2 separate regions of the Neogale vison genome follow, and region 2 is linked to region 1. A link is a contact called in public Hi-C data. All regions are on one chromosome and are shown on one strand. The core of a region is the stretch at or near the end of the contact, and the rest is flanking DNA. Distances in the headings are between cores, read along the strand shown.

The links. A called contact is a pair of places that touch in the nucleus more often than the background predicts.
Region 2: a Hi-C map of muscle shows a contact between it and region 1, with 3 times the contacts expected there. The contact joins the promoter of LOC122907559 here to the promoter of ERN1 in region 1. A contact is called at or near these places in 2 of 3 Hi-C or Micro-C datasets (fibroblasts and muscle).

Annotation. Positions count from the first base shown.
Region 1 is chr5:14,584,914-14,592,686 of ASM_NN_V1, forward strand. It overlaps ERN1 (serine/threonine-protein kinase/endoribonuclease IRE1), which reads left to right and starts at 4,206. Exons shown (of 22, transcript XM_044247636.1): 1 at 4,206-4,306. The coding sequence starts at 4,253.
Region 2 is chr5:14,791,811-14,799,583 of ASM_NN_V1, forward strand. It overlaps LOC122907559 (intercellular adhesion molecule 5), which reads right to left and starts at 5,081. Exons shown (of 8, transcript XM_044250368.1): 1 at 5,019-5,081. SMARCD2 (SWI/SNF-related matrix-associated actin-dependent regulator of chromatin subfamily D member 2) reads left to right here and starts at 5,328. Exons shown (of 13, transcript XM_044247646.1): 1 at 5,328-5,798. The coding sequence starts at 5,583.

The DNA.
Region 1 (7,773 bases), core at 2,956-5,455:
ACGTTATTTGAGGCAATGCCCCTCATCACCACACATTTGTATGCATTTCTGGTTGTTATCGGTATTCGAGGGAAACGCCAAGCTGGGCTCCTAACTATGTTTACACGTCACATAATAGTACCTTGTCATCATGCTAGGGAGGAGCAAGAATAACAAGCAGCTAATGGGGGAGCATGTCATAGCATCTGGGGTTGACCAGATGAACTCTGACGTCATATACGTAGCTGGGTCCTAATCTAGGTCGTGCCCCTTCTAGCTACGTGTCACCCCCACCAGACTGTGGACCTTTTAACATTTCAGTGTGTCACAGGTAAAACAGGGCAAACAACACCCACCCCTGGAACTGCTCAGATAACGTGAGGTGGTGACCCTATGAAGCATCTACTCGCACATTCCCAAACAATAGCCAACAGCCAATAACCCTTCACTGTGATAATGAGGAACACTTCCCCTCTGCCACACAAGGAAGTGTGCAGTAGGTTGGATTCTGTGGTAAAGAGTTCTTCAGAGTGTCACTCTCTTTCCAGATCTGGTCATCCCGGAACAGGACAAGCCAAAGTTCTGTTTACCTAAACACACTGCTCACAGTGACAGCAGCTTTTCTTGAATTTCCCTTCAGTGGTGGAACCTGAAGGAGATAAAGATTTCACTTGCTCGCCTCATTGTTTGACTTATCCCGTAACTACCCTAGACGTGCTGGAAGGTCAAATCCATTTGGAAGCAGCCGCAGTAGCATCAACATCACAAAAAAGTCAGTCCCCTCATTCTGATAAAGACACTGTTCCTTTGAGAGGGTCCCGGAACTGTCAACCATGCCCTCTCTTTTTGGTTTTACCAGCTTCTTTCCCTTTCAAGATTCCTTCATGAGGAAGACAAATATGATTTTCCTCATATGCAGAACTTAAGAAAACAGAGAACATAGGGGAAGGGAAGAAAAATAAAATAAGATGAAATCAGAGAGGGAGACAAACCATAAGGGACCCTTAACTGGAGGAAATAAACTGAGGGGTGCTGGTGGGGAGGTCGGTGCAGGGCTGGGATAACTGGGTGATGGGCATTAAAAAGGCATTTAATGTAATGAGCCCTGCGTGTTACACGCAACTGATGAATCACTGAATTCTACCTCTGAAACAAATAATATGCCATATGTTCATTAAATTGATTTTAAATTAAAAAAAAAAGTCCTTCAAAGGCAGCTACCCTCTCACTAAATAGCCATCTGCAAGCCAACCTTTTAATCATTTTTAAATGAAATTTTGAAGGGTTTTAAACAGAAATGAAGAGGCTGAGTCATAATTTATCCCACCAGAGGGCGACATTTGCTAAAATAAACAAAAGGGATTAGCGGCAGCAGGAATTAACACCGGACATTATGAGAGAGCCGGGGCCAAGGCTCTTGGCTACCCTCAGTCACCTGCGGAAACTGGAAAACATACAGGCCTCTGGGGTCCATCCCTGGAGATGCTAGTGGGGGACGAGGACAGGAAAAGGTGTCAAAATCTGTTTTTTAAACATTCTCCAAGTTTGGGAATCACTGGTTCAGAGAGAAGTGAAAATAAGATTTTGTGAACTTACTTTCCCTCAACCCCCAGCTCCTCAGACATATTCCGGTCCTCAGACATATTCCAGACATAGTGCCGAATCTCATACACATATTTTTCTTGCCTTGGTGAAAAGAGAGGGCTTATCTTCCCACAAAGATCATGACCTTGGCCTTGTTTAGAGCATGCTATTTAATGCAACTTCCAGAAAGGTCATTTACTGCCTGCTCATTTTCAGGTCTTTTCTACAGGTCCAATTCAAAGGCTCCCTACAAAAATATTTCCATTTCTGTTTCTATTTATCAGTGATGCCAGCTTTTGCTTTATCATACGCAAAAAAGCTGTCAAAACAGTACGTAATTACGGAACAGACTTATGGGCAATGCTATCATAAATAAAAACAGAGCTTATCATAGGAGTTGCCAGTTAAGTGGAGAAGCACATAAAACATGGGAATTGATTAAGTGTAAGAACAGTCTAAGTGTTGCATAAGAAATTCTGAGAAATTCTGACAATCTGTAATAGCACAGTTAAGGCCTGGGGATTTGGTCCAACTGCGTACAAGAACAAAATATACCTACCTGGCCTAGACTCCTTGGAGCAGATTTCTTTTTTTCTTTGTTGGATCTTTAAAGCTAATTTATGAGTCAGAAGAGTCAGAATACCTTTTGTGTTTCATCTACTGTGCTTACAGGGTCACAGTGACATTTTGAATTGTCAAAGGGCTGCCAGAGTTCCAGGCCAGAAAGTTCCCCTCCTAGACTTACACTGTTTGAGAAAAAGCACCAGAGAAGGGATGTGAAAGCAGTATTTTCTAGTCAAGCTCCTCTTTCGACTCAGACTTGTGGTCTTGCAGATCCTGTCTTCAGCTGGCAAGCGGGACAGGTAAAAAGCCCCTCCCAGTCTCTGGATTGTAGGCTCCTCCCTGGACCCAGGGCTATTCTGCCTAGGAGTGATGGACCCTCGGCTTCCACCCATCTCTCCGTCAATCCCAAACCTCTCTACAGTGAAATGTGCGGATACCACTCTTCAAAATATATCTACCTCTTTCACAGTTGCCAAGATTCATCACACTCTTAAAAATTGGTGTTAGGGGTTGCACCTGGGTGGCTCAGTGGGTTAAAGTCTCTGCCTTCGGCTCAGGTCATGATCCTAGGGTCCTGGGATTGAGCCCCACATCCGGGTCCCTGCTCAGCGCAGAGCCTGCTTCCTCCCCGTCCCCTCTGCCTGCCTCTCTGCCTACTTGTGATCTCTCTGTCAAATAAATAAATAAAATATTTTTTAAAAAATTGGTGTTAGGCTCTTCAGCAGTGGTAGAGATAGGTCCCTTAACTTCGATCCAGGCGTTCGGGGCTGGGAATAGGGAACTCTGTTTATGGATTCTGGCTTCCAGTGAGCATCTATCTATTTTATATTTGAATAGGGATGATCTAGACATTTGGGCTGTCCCTCGCTACTTCTTTGCTGTTTTCTCTAGCATTGCCTACTCCTTTCCCCCAAACCCTGAAAAATCTTTGGCTGTCATGTGAGCAAGTCAGGAAAAATTAGAGAAGTTGCTATCCCCTATTTCTTTTTCTCCAAGGATATGCAAATTGGTGCTTTGAGTCTTAGTTTCTCGTGTTACAAACAATATGTCTTTTCTCTCCACTTCCATCCAAGTGGAGAGCAGCTGGGGACCCTGTGACCAAATGGGTGCCAGACTTTTAAATTCAGGTTGATAGGCTACAATCCTCAAATAGATCTTGTATGAGTCCTCAACAAGCCCGCTCCCTCCAATGAGTTGTGACCCATGTCATCTCCAGCTCCACGAAGACATATCTACGAAATGCCACATTAACACACAACGCAAGCCGCTGAAATGGATTCTTTCTTTGCTTATAATTTTTGGAGAATGCCTTGGCTGTAGTTTATTCCAAAGGGAAGAGATGGTTGTTGGACGAGATTTGAGGGGAATTCCTGAGGACAAACGGAAGAAAGGGCCTTGGGGCTCGCTGAGAAACAGTCGGAGGAACCTAGAGCTGTGGACTTGCACGCATGGCAGAAATGTCGTGTTTGCGGGAGTCCCTGCCAGCTGCTGACCCTGGCTCCGGAGGTCGTCCATCATTCCACCACGACGGAAAGACGAAGCGGGGGTCTCTGGACAGCCGGCACCACCAGTCTCCTGGACTTTCCCCTGATCGAGTCTTAACACAGCGGGTCTCTCCGTGGAACTGGTGGGACCGCCTGGGGACCGCGTGGGGAAGGGGTGCACCCGTGGGGCGGGACTGCCAGCCTCCCTCAGCCCTCGGCAAAGCTCCCTGCCTCGAACGCTCAGCGCCCCTAGACGCGGGACACCCAGGTCTGGTCCTTCTCCGCTGGAGCCGTCGCCGCGTGACTCCCTTAAGGCAGGAGGCCAGCGCCGCCCCGGCCCCGCCCCTTCAGAACAGCCCCGCCCCAGGCTCCGCCTCAGGGCTCGGCCCCCGCCCAGTTTCGGGGCCGCCCCTCGGTCGGCCCCGCCCCCGCCCCCGCCCCGACCGGAAGAAGCGCCGGCACCCGGCGCTTATAGGGCTGGGCATGGGGGTGCTGCCACCGCCTAGTCAGCTCTGCGTCTGCTGAAGTCCGGCCGCCGCGGCGCTGTCGTCGCGGCGCCCCCGCCCCGTCCTCAGCCCGCCTGCCCGCACCGCCCCCCGGAGCCGGCCGGCCGGGCCGGGAGCCAGGCCCGAGTCCTCGCCATGCCGGCCCGGCTGCTGCTGGTGCTGCTGGCGCTGCTGCTGCCTGGCCCCGGGGTGAGTGACCCGGAGAGCGTGGGGTGGGGGACAGCACGGGGTGGGGGACAGCGCGGGGCGGACTGGGGTCCGAGCCGGGATCGCGGCGGTGGTGGCGGCCCGGGCTCCCGAGCGCCCCAGCGGAGGCTCGGGCAGGACGTAGGAGACGGCGCCGGGCGGGGAGCGAGCTCCTCGGGGCCGGCCTGAGTGGCGGCCGCTGTCGGCCGGGCCGAGGCGCACGCCACCCGAGGGGCCTCGCCGGCCAGCGCGGCTGTCACGGGCAGCGTCTCCCGGGGCCCCGTGCGCTCCCGCACAACTTTGCGTCGCCCCGGCGGCACCTTGGGGCTTGGAAGGCGCTTGGAAGGCGGCCCCACCTGCCGGACCCTTCCCACAGGTGGGCGCCGTCTCAGTCTGGCGGTGGCCGCGGGGCAAGGATAGAAGGGGCCCTGTAATCGAGGAGGAGGGGGAATGTCTTGCGCTTATAATCCTTGTTTGAACATTTAAAAATTCGAGAATTTCGGGAAACGAACGCCCCTGGGAGCGGGTAAGCATTTTTACCTGCGAGTGTGATTCTGCTTTACCTGCCTTGCAGGTTTCTAAATGTGCAGAGGCAGGAGGCATCCTTTTGGGCACCAAGACTTCGTTAAGCAAGTTAAGCTGTGGGATTTACACTCTTTTTAAAGATCCCATGTGAGACAGCAGTGAAGCCTCTTCAAAACTTTAAATGGAGACTGTCTCCTCACGTCAGAGCACTGTGGAGCGGTCTGAAGGGTCTTTTCATGTTTTCCTGGAGAGAAATGGCTGGATTACATTTATTTAACTATTTTAAGACCTTCACTCAGGCTGTAGATTTGGGCCCCGTGGCCGGGGAGGACATTTTGTGGACAGACTTGGCTTTTTTCCTTCTAGTTGAAAAAAACCTAAATTAGTGGTTTAAAAAAAAAAAAAACAACAAAACACCTCGTTGTTCAGGATGTGGGTATGGTACATTGGTTCAGGTTCTTGTTTAATGACTTCCACTATGTGCCTTTTAATATGGTATATCATGTACCAGGTGTCCCGGTGGAGAATTGACGTGTGTATACCTGAGTGCCACAGTGTGAAGTCTTCAGAGGTCATGCATGTTTGGTAAAAGTCTGTGCTCTTGGAGTAACAAGACCTTGAAAATAGATGAAGTAAAATATAAGATCACCTTTTTCAAATTTGGGGGTGTTTTAAGGGGAAAATTTGTACATATTTCATGATAGAACTCATGTAAATTGTTCTTTTTTTTTTTTTAAAGATTGTATTTATTTTAGAGAGAGAACACAAGCAGGGGAGGGGCGGGGGGAGCGAGGGAGAGGGAGAAGCAAACTCTGGGCTGAGCAGGAAGCCCCACTGGGGTTTGATCCAGGACCTTTGAATCTAGCCTGAGCCCAAGGCAGATGCTTAACACACTGAGCCACCCAGGTGCCCCAAGTTTTTCTTCTAATTAAAAAAGAGAATCCACTTTCTCAACTGGGGTCACATTTTGAATGTGAACACTTCACCCTGGATTGGTTAACTGTTCCTCGGCATTTGTTCATAAATAAGAGTATAAACATGATGATCAAATGACATGGAAATCGATCATTTCATATCAGGGTCTAGGTATATATGGTTTTCTTTGCCACATCTTTCCATTGGCTGTTATTTCGCAGGATTCTAGTATTTTAGTTATTCAGTAACTTAGGGCCAAAAATAACTATTTAGCTTTAGTTGGGACTATAGTTTCAGTTTGTGTAAATATTTCCAAATTGTATTTAGAAATCCAAACTTCTCAAAGTTCATGGTACAATATTCCAGACCCTTATCAAAAAGTTACATTTTAGTGTAACTGCTTTGTAAGTAAAATGTCAGAATTTTACTCCTGGAAGTATCAACCAGTAAAAATTTTGATCCCCAAACATAGAATTATTATTTTAAATTTTAAGTGGAACCTGTTGCAGAGTTTGCAGTTAAAGTGGGCAGGAGTGATATTCCGCAAAACCTATTGGGTGTAAAATTGGACAAACCTGAGTTCAAACTGGTCACTTGCTAGCTGTGCCCTCAGACAGATTATTTTACTTTTTAGAGAGTCTGTTTACTGATATGTGAAATGGGGATAACTAGCACATGTGAAGGCACCTTGTATATCGTAGGTAATAAATGTAACCCCCCATGTTTTTTACTGTCTTTATTTTTTTTAATGTTATACACTCGCCAAAGAAAATTTTCTTTCCTTTTTTTTTTTTTAAGATTTTATTTATTTATTTGACAGAGCATAAGTAGGCAGAGAGGCAGGCAGAGAGAGAGAGAGAGAGGAGGAAGCAGGCTTCCTGCTGAGGAGAGAGCCCCATGAACGGCTCCATCCTAGGACCCTGAGATCATGACCTGAGCCGAAGGCAGAGGCTTAACCCACAGAGCCACCCAGGCGCCCCTCCAAAGAATATCTTCAGTGCTCTTTTTTTAAGTTTTAAATTTATTTTAAGTAATCTCTACACCCATTGTGGAACTCGCACACATGACCCTGAGATCAAGAGTCGCATGCTCTACCGGACTGAGCCAGCCAGATAGATGCCCCAATGCTGTTTCTTTTTGATTGATGAAATAACTCGTGTGTTGGAAGCAATACTGTGAGTTTCTTTCACGAGCGCGTCTGATTGAGCTAGACATTGACTCATCCTAGGCTGAGACTCTAGGCTATCATATCCAAAAATGCAATAACATTGGTGTTACTAACTTCAGGCTGCCTCTTGTTAATCCAAATTGTGCTTATTTAGTGAGTGTTTTCCCTCCTCCCTGGACCTGGATCTTGTACCCAGTGTTGGTTTGTATTACATCATCACTGTCCTTTAGTCCTTATTTAATGGTGTTTATGTACCGTTTCTGTCAGGTACCAAACAGATCTGAAGCATGGGAGGCAAAATGCTATCTTCAGCTACAATATATACGATTTCTTTTATTCAGCCAGTGTTTTGGTTTTAGAGGAGAGTAAACAATGTCACCGAGAACCGAGGCCCATGTGTGTACAAAAACACACTGAGGATACCATCTGAGACAAGAAGCTTAACTAGAAATGTCCTTGCTTATCATTTGCTCTGATAGTTATCACCTCCACGAATGATCTTACTAGGCGGTATCAAGAATTTATTCCGAGGCCATGAGGAGAATGTTTCATTAAGCTCCTATCAGAGCTTCTGATCATGAAATTGAACTGTAGTTCACATGTGTGTGTTTTGTTTCATGCCTGGCCTCTGGGCTTTCCACAGTAGTTTAGTTTCTCAGAGCAGGAGAGAAGTGTGTACGAGAGTTCCTCTTGACAGTGTTCAAGAGTAGGCTGTATTCCTGAACGTAAAACTAGTGAGCTATGTAAAGGTTTCTTCTTGTCTGGACAGAATCGTGCCACCTGCATGGTCCTGGGGGTGAGAGCTCTTTGCCTGCATCAGATTTTGACTCCATTTTTCAGGTTGAGGAATTTTTGGATAATG
Region 2 (7,773 bases), core at 3,831-6,330, 210 kb after region 1:
GTGACTGTGTTGTGCACATAGAGGAGGAGCTTTTGTACACTTGATGATCCGGCAAAATCAATTCTGATGCTCTTCACCTTGTACTGTTTCATGCCTTTGAGCATTATTCTGTTTTCTTTGCCTAACTCCTGCATAGCCTTTTTTGCATAACATCCTCTAAGAAGTCTTCACTAATCCCTTTCCTTCCTTAAAGGCCCCTCCTCTGTTTCCCCATGGTACCTTATGGATATCTTTATCTTAACAATTGTCCCATGGAGAAAGGATCTATTTCTGCATTTATCTTTACTAGAGGATGTCAGGGACTGACAGGTAGAAGCTGCTCAGTAAGTGCTTCTCAAATGGTGAAGACAGCAGCTGTGGCTTTGTTTTTGGGGCCCCAGGCTGGTCTTACCACCACACCCATGGGGAAGATGGATGCTTTGACTGCTTAGGGTTCCACCTAGAAGAGGCTCCCGGCACTGCCCCAGCAGTGTTGCCATTTTGGTTAACGTTACCTACCATGACCTATCTACATTGCTGCTTCTGAAATTCGAGCCTCCGGAGGGCCATCATACTGAGGAGTGATCCTTTGCTGGCCTGCTCTAGGGGAAGTACTGGGCCATCTTGCTCCAAGGGCCTTTCTTCTAGGAACTCTTTGGGAGCTGTTTTGCCCACCAAACAGCTGGGGGAGGAAGTATAGTGCCCACACTGGGAATTGTCCCTTTGGCTCAGGCTTACTAAATACTTATTAAATACTTTAATAAATTAAATACTTTAGTTCCACTAAGTCTCTGAGTGTTTGTAGATGCCATAGGGTCAGAGGTTATAGGAAAGTCCCTCTTCTGAAACCACAGAATGTTTCAGAAATTCTGAAAAGTGGTCAGTGAGTAGAGTAAATATCAAGGGAAGAAGAGAGAAAGAGAAAAAGACGTTCTAAGTCAAGGGAAAAAGGCACAGGAATGCTGCCTCTGTGACTGCAAGTTCTGTAGTTGGCTACATTATTGGGTCCTATTTCTGTGGCAGTGGGAATGGCCGCCCCTCCCACCTCTTTTGATTCCTGAGCATTAACTCAGTGTTCTCCTTTACAAGGTCTTGAATTGTTCCTTGTGAAATCCCATTTGCCTATTGGGTGACCGCCAGTGCTATCTCCTTCAAAGCAAAATGCTCCAGAAAACCTTTTTTTTTTCTTTTTAAGATTTTATTTATTTTATTGGGGTGGGGGTAGGAGGGACAGAGGCAGAGGGAGAGACTTTCAAGCAGACTCCCTGCTGAGTGCAGAGCCTGAAGCAGAGCTCTATGCCGTGACCCTGAGATCATGACCTGAGCAGAAACCAAGAGTCAGAGGCCCAACCAACAGAGCCACCTGGGTGCCCCTCTAGTAGGAAACTTTCTTAATTAATCCGTTTCTGCCAGTTAACCTCCTTTTCTCTGGGTCCCCCACAGAATTTGCTTCTCAGTTTGAAAGCTTTCTTGCAAGTAATAACAGACCAGGGGTAATAACAGAAGTAACAGCAGTGAACAACAAGTCATATATGGTAGTTAAGTGCCTGGATTATGGATTCCAGAACCAGGTCAGGACCAGGTTTGAATCCTGGCACCATCACAGTGAGAGTAGGGGAAGTAACTGAATCTCTCTGCCTTGATTTCTAAAATAGAAGTAAAATTAGTATTTACCTCATATGCATTGTGAAGGATAAAAAAGGTAAAATGTATGTAAACACTTAATAATAAGTGTTAGCTCTTCTTGGCTTATCTTTATCCCTTAGATAGCCCTATTTCCCCCCCAACACCTTGAGGTTATTTTATCATAGTAACTAACTCAATGTTGATATTTTATTTATCATTCTCTCTCACTACACTTAAAGATCATTCACTTATTTAAACACATTTTTTATGTTGTGACAATGATTGACACAACATATACCCTAAATAATTGAAAACAGGTACTCAAACACACGTACGCACACATTCACAGCAGCACTCCTTACAATAACTAAGAGAGGAGAACAACCTAAATGTCTATCAACAGATAAATGCATAAGCGATTATGGCATATACACACAATGGAATATTATTCAGCCATAAAAAAGAAGTGAAGTAGTGGCACATGTTACAACACACATAGACCTTGAAAACATCATGCTGATTGAAAAAAGCCAGACACAGAAGTGACATGTTATGGGGCACCTAGGTGGCTCAGTTGTTAGGCATCTGGCTTTGGCTCAGGTTCTGATCCCAGGGTCCTGGGATCGAGCCCTGAGTCGGGCTCCCTGCTCAACGGGAAGCTTGCGCCTCCCTCTCCCACTCCCCCTGCTTGTGTTCCCCCTCTCTGTGTCTCTCTCTGTCAAATAAATAAATAAAACTTTAAAAAGAAAGTTACATGTTATATTATTACATTTATACGAAATCATCAGAATAGGTAAATCCAGAAAGACAATGCAGATTTGTGGGTACCAGGGGGTAGGAGAAGGGGTGAATGAGAAGCAATTGCTTAGCAGGTATGGAATTTTCTTTTGGAGTGATGAAATGTTTTAGAACTAGGTAGAGATGGTGGTTGTACAATACTGTGAATGTACTAAATGCCAATGAATTGTTTGCTTTAAAATGCTTATTTCTCCACTATGTGAATCTCACTGCAATTAAAAAAAATAAAAATAAAAAGAGAAAGAGTTCCTGCCTTAATAGAATTTGTATTTTAGCAAAGGAGCCAGATCAGACAGTAAACCAGTTCATATAAACAAGCAATTTTATATTGTGATAATCACTAGGTGGGAAATAAAGTCAGGGGAGATGGTGGAAAAGCTAAGGAAGAGCTGGAAGTAGAGAGGCTCTCAGGTCAGAAGGGGCTTAGCAGTTTCAGAAATTGCCAGGAGATTGGCAATTTGGACTGGACTGACTCTTAAAGAACTAGAGGCAGTGATTTTAAAATGAGCCCAAGGAGATAAGCAGAAGCCTCATCCTGCAGAAACTTACATGTCATGAGAGGGAGTGTGGTATTCACTCTAAGAGCAATGGGAAGCTGGGGAGGGATTTAAGCAAGGGATAAAGAGGAACTGAATTACATTTAACTGTTTTATCTTCTTTTTAAATGCATTTATGAGCTTGTCTGTTTCCTAGAGGAAAGTATCTCTACAAGGGAGGTTGTATCAGAGTTACCTGGGGGGCTTCTTCTGTTATGTTTTTAAATTTTAAGTCTAGTAAAATTAACATACAGTGTTACATTAGTTTCAGGTGTACAATACTGGAGGGCTTATTCATAAACTATAACACTGGAAGCCTTGTATTTTGTATGTGTGTGTTGTGCAGGGGAATAGCTGGCAGGGATATTTTGAAATAGCTCCCCAGGGGATTTGCCCCTACTACTTCCTCAGCCCTAGAGTTGCTCTAGGATCTTGAATGGCTTGAAATGGATATTAATTGCATGATTATGAATTCTTTACCCACTTTTCAGGGGTAGGAAGGAGCCCTGGTTCAATGACTGTAATAATTCCAGTGGCCTGCTCTCAGACTGGCAGGTAACCCACTTTTAGGCAGAAAGAGGAAAGTGAGCTCCGTGAAGACCAAGAGGCAAGAAAGCAGCGGCGGGGAAGGGCTCATCACTGTTGGAAAGATACCAGGAAGTACAGTGGAGCAGAACTGATTTCTAAAAAGGGCTGGAGGACTATACTATACTATAAACAGGATCTGGGGTGCTATGGTGCAAGACTTGGTTAGGGATGAAAACAGAGCAGAGAAATTTATAGTGAAAATCAATCTTGGCTACTCAAAATTATTGTCTGAGTAGCAACAACATAGCTTTGGAGCTCTAGAAGCAATTGTACTACTAGGTATTTAACCTAAGGATACAAAAATAGTGATTGGAAGGGGTACATGCACCCCAATGTTTATAGCAGCAATGTCCACAACTGCCAAAATATGGAAAGAGCCCAGATGTCCATCAAGGGATGAATGGATAAAGAAAATGTTAAAATATATATGATATATATCTCATACAGAATATTACTCAGCCATCAAAAAGAGTGAACTCTTGCCATTTGCAAGGATGTGGATGGAACCAGTCTAAAGTGTATTATGCTAAGTGAAGTAAGTAAGAGAAAGTCAAATACCATATGATTTTTCACTCATGTGAAATTTAAGAAACAAAGCAGATGAACACAGGGGGAGGGAAGGAAAAATAGGATGAAAATAGAGGCAAACCATAAAAGACTCTTAACTCTAGGGAACCAACTGAGGATTGCTGGAGGGGTGTTGGGGGATGTGGTAGTTGGGTGATGGGCATTAAGGAGGGCACTTGACAAAAGGAGCACTGGGTGTTATAAGCAACTGATGAATCATTAAACTCTACCCTGAATCTTGTAATACACTATGTGTTGACTAACTTTATATAAATAAAAGAAGTGCAGAAGCTTAAGCCCTGCTTAAGCCCAGACCCCAGACCTACTGAGTCATAATCTGCATTTTAAGTAAGAGCCCCAGATGTTTCTTATACTCTTTAAAGTTTAAGAAGCACTGGTCTGATGGCGAGAAAACGCCAGATGACCAGAATGTAGGCTCTGACACACCTGAAACACTTTATTTTGAATACCTTATGATACAGGACAGTGGTTTCTGAAAAGGTATTGAATTTTTTTTCAATTAAATACTATAAATCCTAGAGAAAGACGTTATTTAACTGCAGGGAGATTTCTCATAATGCAGAATTCCTCCCCCTAGAAACATTTCCTGTGGAGGAAAAAAAGTACTAGGCTTCCTTAAAGTGAGGCAGAGCCACTTTAAAAATATGCGATAAGAACTCGGCGCTTGGCCAAGTCTGCCCTTCACACAGCTGGATCGGGTCTGGGGCAGCTGATGTCCCTTGGCAGCTCTGAGCTGCTACGAGGATGAGCTTTTAAACAAAGTCAAGTCGGCGGCTCTTTCCCCTCAGGGAGCTGAGTCTTTAATGCTGAAAAATGTAGAAAAGAGACTTAAGAAAACTATTTTCACAGAGCTAAGCGGGAGCCTCCGGGAGTTGGCTACAACGGGGAGAGTTCAAGACCTACCCGTTCACTGTTGAAGCCCTACGTGACCTTCAACCTCTGACCCCGCGCCTTGCACAGCGTTTCCTGCGCCGCTTTCCGCCCCCGCCCCTCCGGCCGAGGGCTGGACCAAGGGGTGTGGGCGTGGCTCTAGGGCTGGCGGTTAGGGGAGGGGCCTGTTGGGGGCGGGTCTCGCGAGGGGCGGGATTTGAGGAGGCATCCCGGCATTGGACTGCTGGTTCTAGGCGGGGCCTAGCGCTGGGCTTGTTTGGGCGGGGCTGGGAGTTAGTTGCCGCCTCCGGGTAACTGGGCCCTGGCAGCCAAACCTCCGGAGGCCGCGGGCGGCAGGCAGGCCTGCAATAGATCCCGGATCCGGAATTCCCCGGGCAGGACCGGAATCAGGATCGGCCCTGCCCCAAACCGAGTCTGCGAGGAACTCGAGAACTTGGATTGGGAAATCCCGGAACCCGGATCAACAAACCCCAGAACCCGGAATTTAGATCGGAAAGTCCCGGAGCACGGATCGCGGAGCGGACTCGACACGGAGTCCGGAGCCCGGATCGCGACAGCGCCGGACGGGACGGAGCGATGTCGGGCCGTGGCGCGGGCGGGTTCCCGCTGCCTCCGCTGAGTCCTGGTGGCGGCGCCGTTGCCGCGGCCCTGGGAGCGCCGCCTCCGCCAGCGGGACCCGGCATGCTGCCCGGACCGGCGCTCAGGGGGCCAGGGCCGGCCGGAGGCGTGGGGGGCCCCGGGGCCGCCGCCTTCCGCCCCATGGGCCCCGCGGGCCCCGCGGCGCAGTACCAGGTGAGCCGCGTGGATGGGCGGGCGGCCCCGCGAGCACGCCGGGGGCTGCGGACGATGGGGGGCCTCGAGTGAGGGCCCCGGGGCGGCCGCCTTGGCACAGGGCATAGGGGCCCAGCGTGCGGAGTGCGCGGGACTTGGTGGAGGGCAAGGCCGGGTGGCGGGGCAGTTGGGGGAGAGGGTAAGAGCGACCGTGGGATGGAGGGAGGCTCTGGAGGCTTTCTTAGAACAGGGATTCTGAGTAACTGAGAGATGGAGCAATCGGAGCCAGTGAGCTGTGAGCGAGTGGGCTGAGAAGTCTAGTGTAGATCTAGTGTAGTCTGGTATAGCTTTTAGGGTAGGGGGATCAGGGAAGTGCTGAGAAAGTTTTGCAAAAGGGCCCTCACTGAGAAACAAGGGTTACCCTGCATTGGCCTTGGTCCCACTCCAAGTCTGCGCTGTTTTTTTTCTAGTTGGGAACTGGCAGAGCTCTAGCGTGTCTGAGATGGCTCCCAGCTGCCGAGGAGGAGGAAGAAGGGCCTGGCTTCCCACGGCTTGGGAGGTTGAGCCTAGAGCGAGGGGATCTCAGCCTGTGCCAGGCGGGGTCTTCTCCAGGTCAGGACCCTGGCGCAGGATGGCTCTGGGTTTGAGTAGAGGTGGTGGCCGCCAGGCCTGAGGTGGAAAGCCCAGCCCACTCTGGGCAAACTCTCTTTTTGGCTCTCGGCTGGTGTCCTAGTGTCCAGGAGTAGATCGGTCTGCAGGAGCGGAGAGGCTCCACTGAGCCCTGCTGGTCTAGGGCTGGAGGAGCCTGGGAGAGTTGCTTCAAAGAGTTCTGACCCCTTTGGAGTTTGGCTTAAAGAGAGAACTTCTCAGGTTGCAGCTTCAAAGGCCATTGAGAGACAGAGACTCTATCCTTAGGGCCTGACCCCGCGGGGGGAGCTCCTCAGTCGTTTACCACCCCCCTCCAGTGCGATGTTTCTGGTTGCTCCAGAATGCTTGGGAATGGTCCCCATCCCTTTTCCCACTCTCTCTCCACCTTTATTTCATCTTTAGGTTCTAACATCGCCATAGCCCACCCAACCCATGTGCCCCAGCATGTGGCACTGGCTTCTTCGCTCATCTCCCAGGGAGGCTGGGGCTTGCTCTGCTCCTACCTCATGTCTCCAGGTAGAGGCTGCACAGTGGATCCTCACAGAAGAGGGTGTGCATATCTGCCCCCCCGCCGGAGCTCTGATCCCTCACTTTCTAAAGAGATGCTTAACTGGGGACAGTGATTGTTCCTTCTTGTTCCTCATTCTCCCTCCTCCCTGTAAAAACAAAAACAAAGCGTCTGGGTATTAACGGAGATAGACCTGGTCCCGAAGACTCCATCTTTTCCATCCTGCTTTCCCATTTGGGGACTCATGGGTCCAAGGTGATGCTGAAGGGTCCCTGCATGAGTCATTCCAGCCCCTGGGCCAGCTGGCTGAGGACTGGCCTTGGAGACTCCCTGTGGGCCTTTGGCCTGAGAAGGATCTAAGGAAGAAAGAGAAGCCTCTCTGGTGTCTTCTGCTCGAAACCCATGGGCCATGTGGCCTGGGAAGAGCCCGTGGAGAGAACAGGTTACACAGCCTTGTGTAGGGAGTGCTCTTGGGCCAGTGGCAAGGTCCAGGCTGGGTGGCCCCAGGCTGCTAGGGTTGGGGACCAAGGGGAAGACACTGAGCCTCTGCTTCCACAGGCTTCCTATCCCACCAGCTTTCCTTTTCTTTTTAAGATTTTATTTATTTGAAAGAGAGCATGAGTCGGGGTGGTCGGGGGGGTGAGAAGCAGACTCCCCGCTGAGCAGGGAGCCTGACTTGGGGCTCAGTCCCAGGACCCTGGGATCATGACCTGAGCCAAAAGCAGTCGCTTAACCGACTGAGCCCCTCAGGTGTTTTTGTCACCTCCTCTCCCAGGGAGGGGGGGGCAGTGGAGGTCCAAGGGGAGAGGGAGGACCCCGTTCACTCTGGCTGAGTTCGAG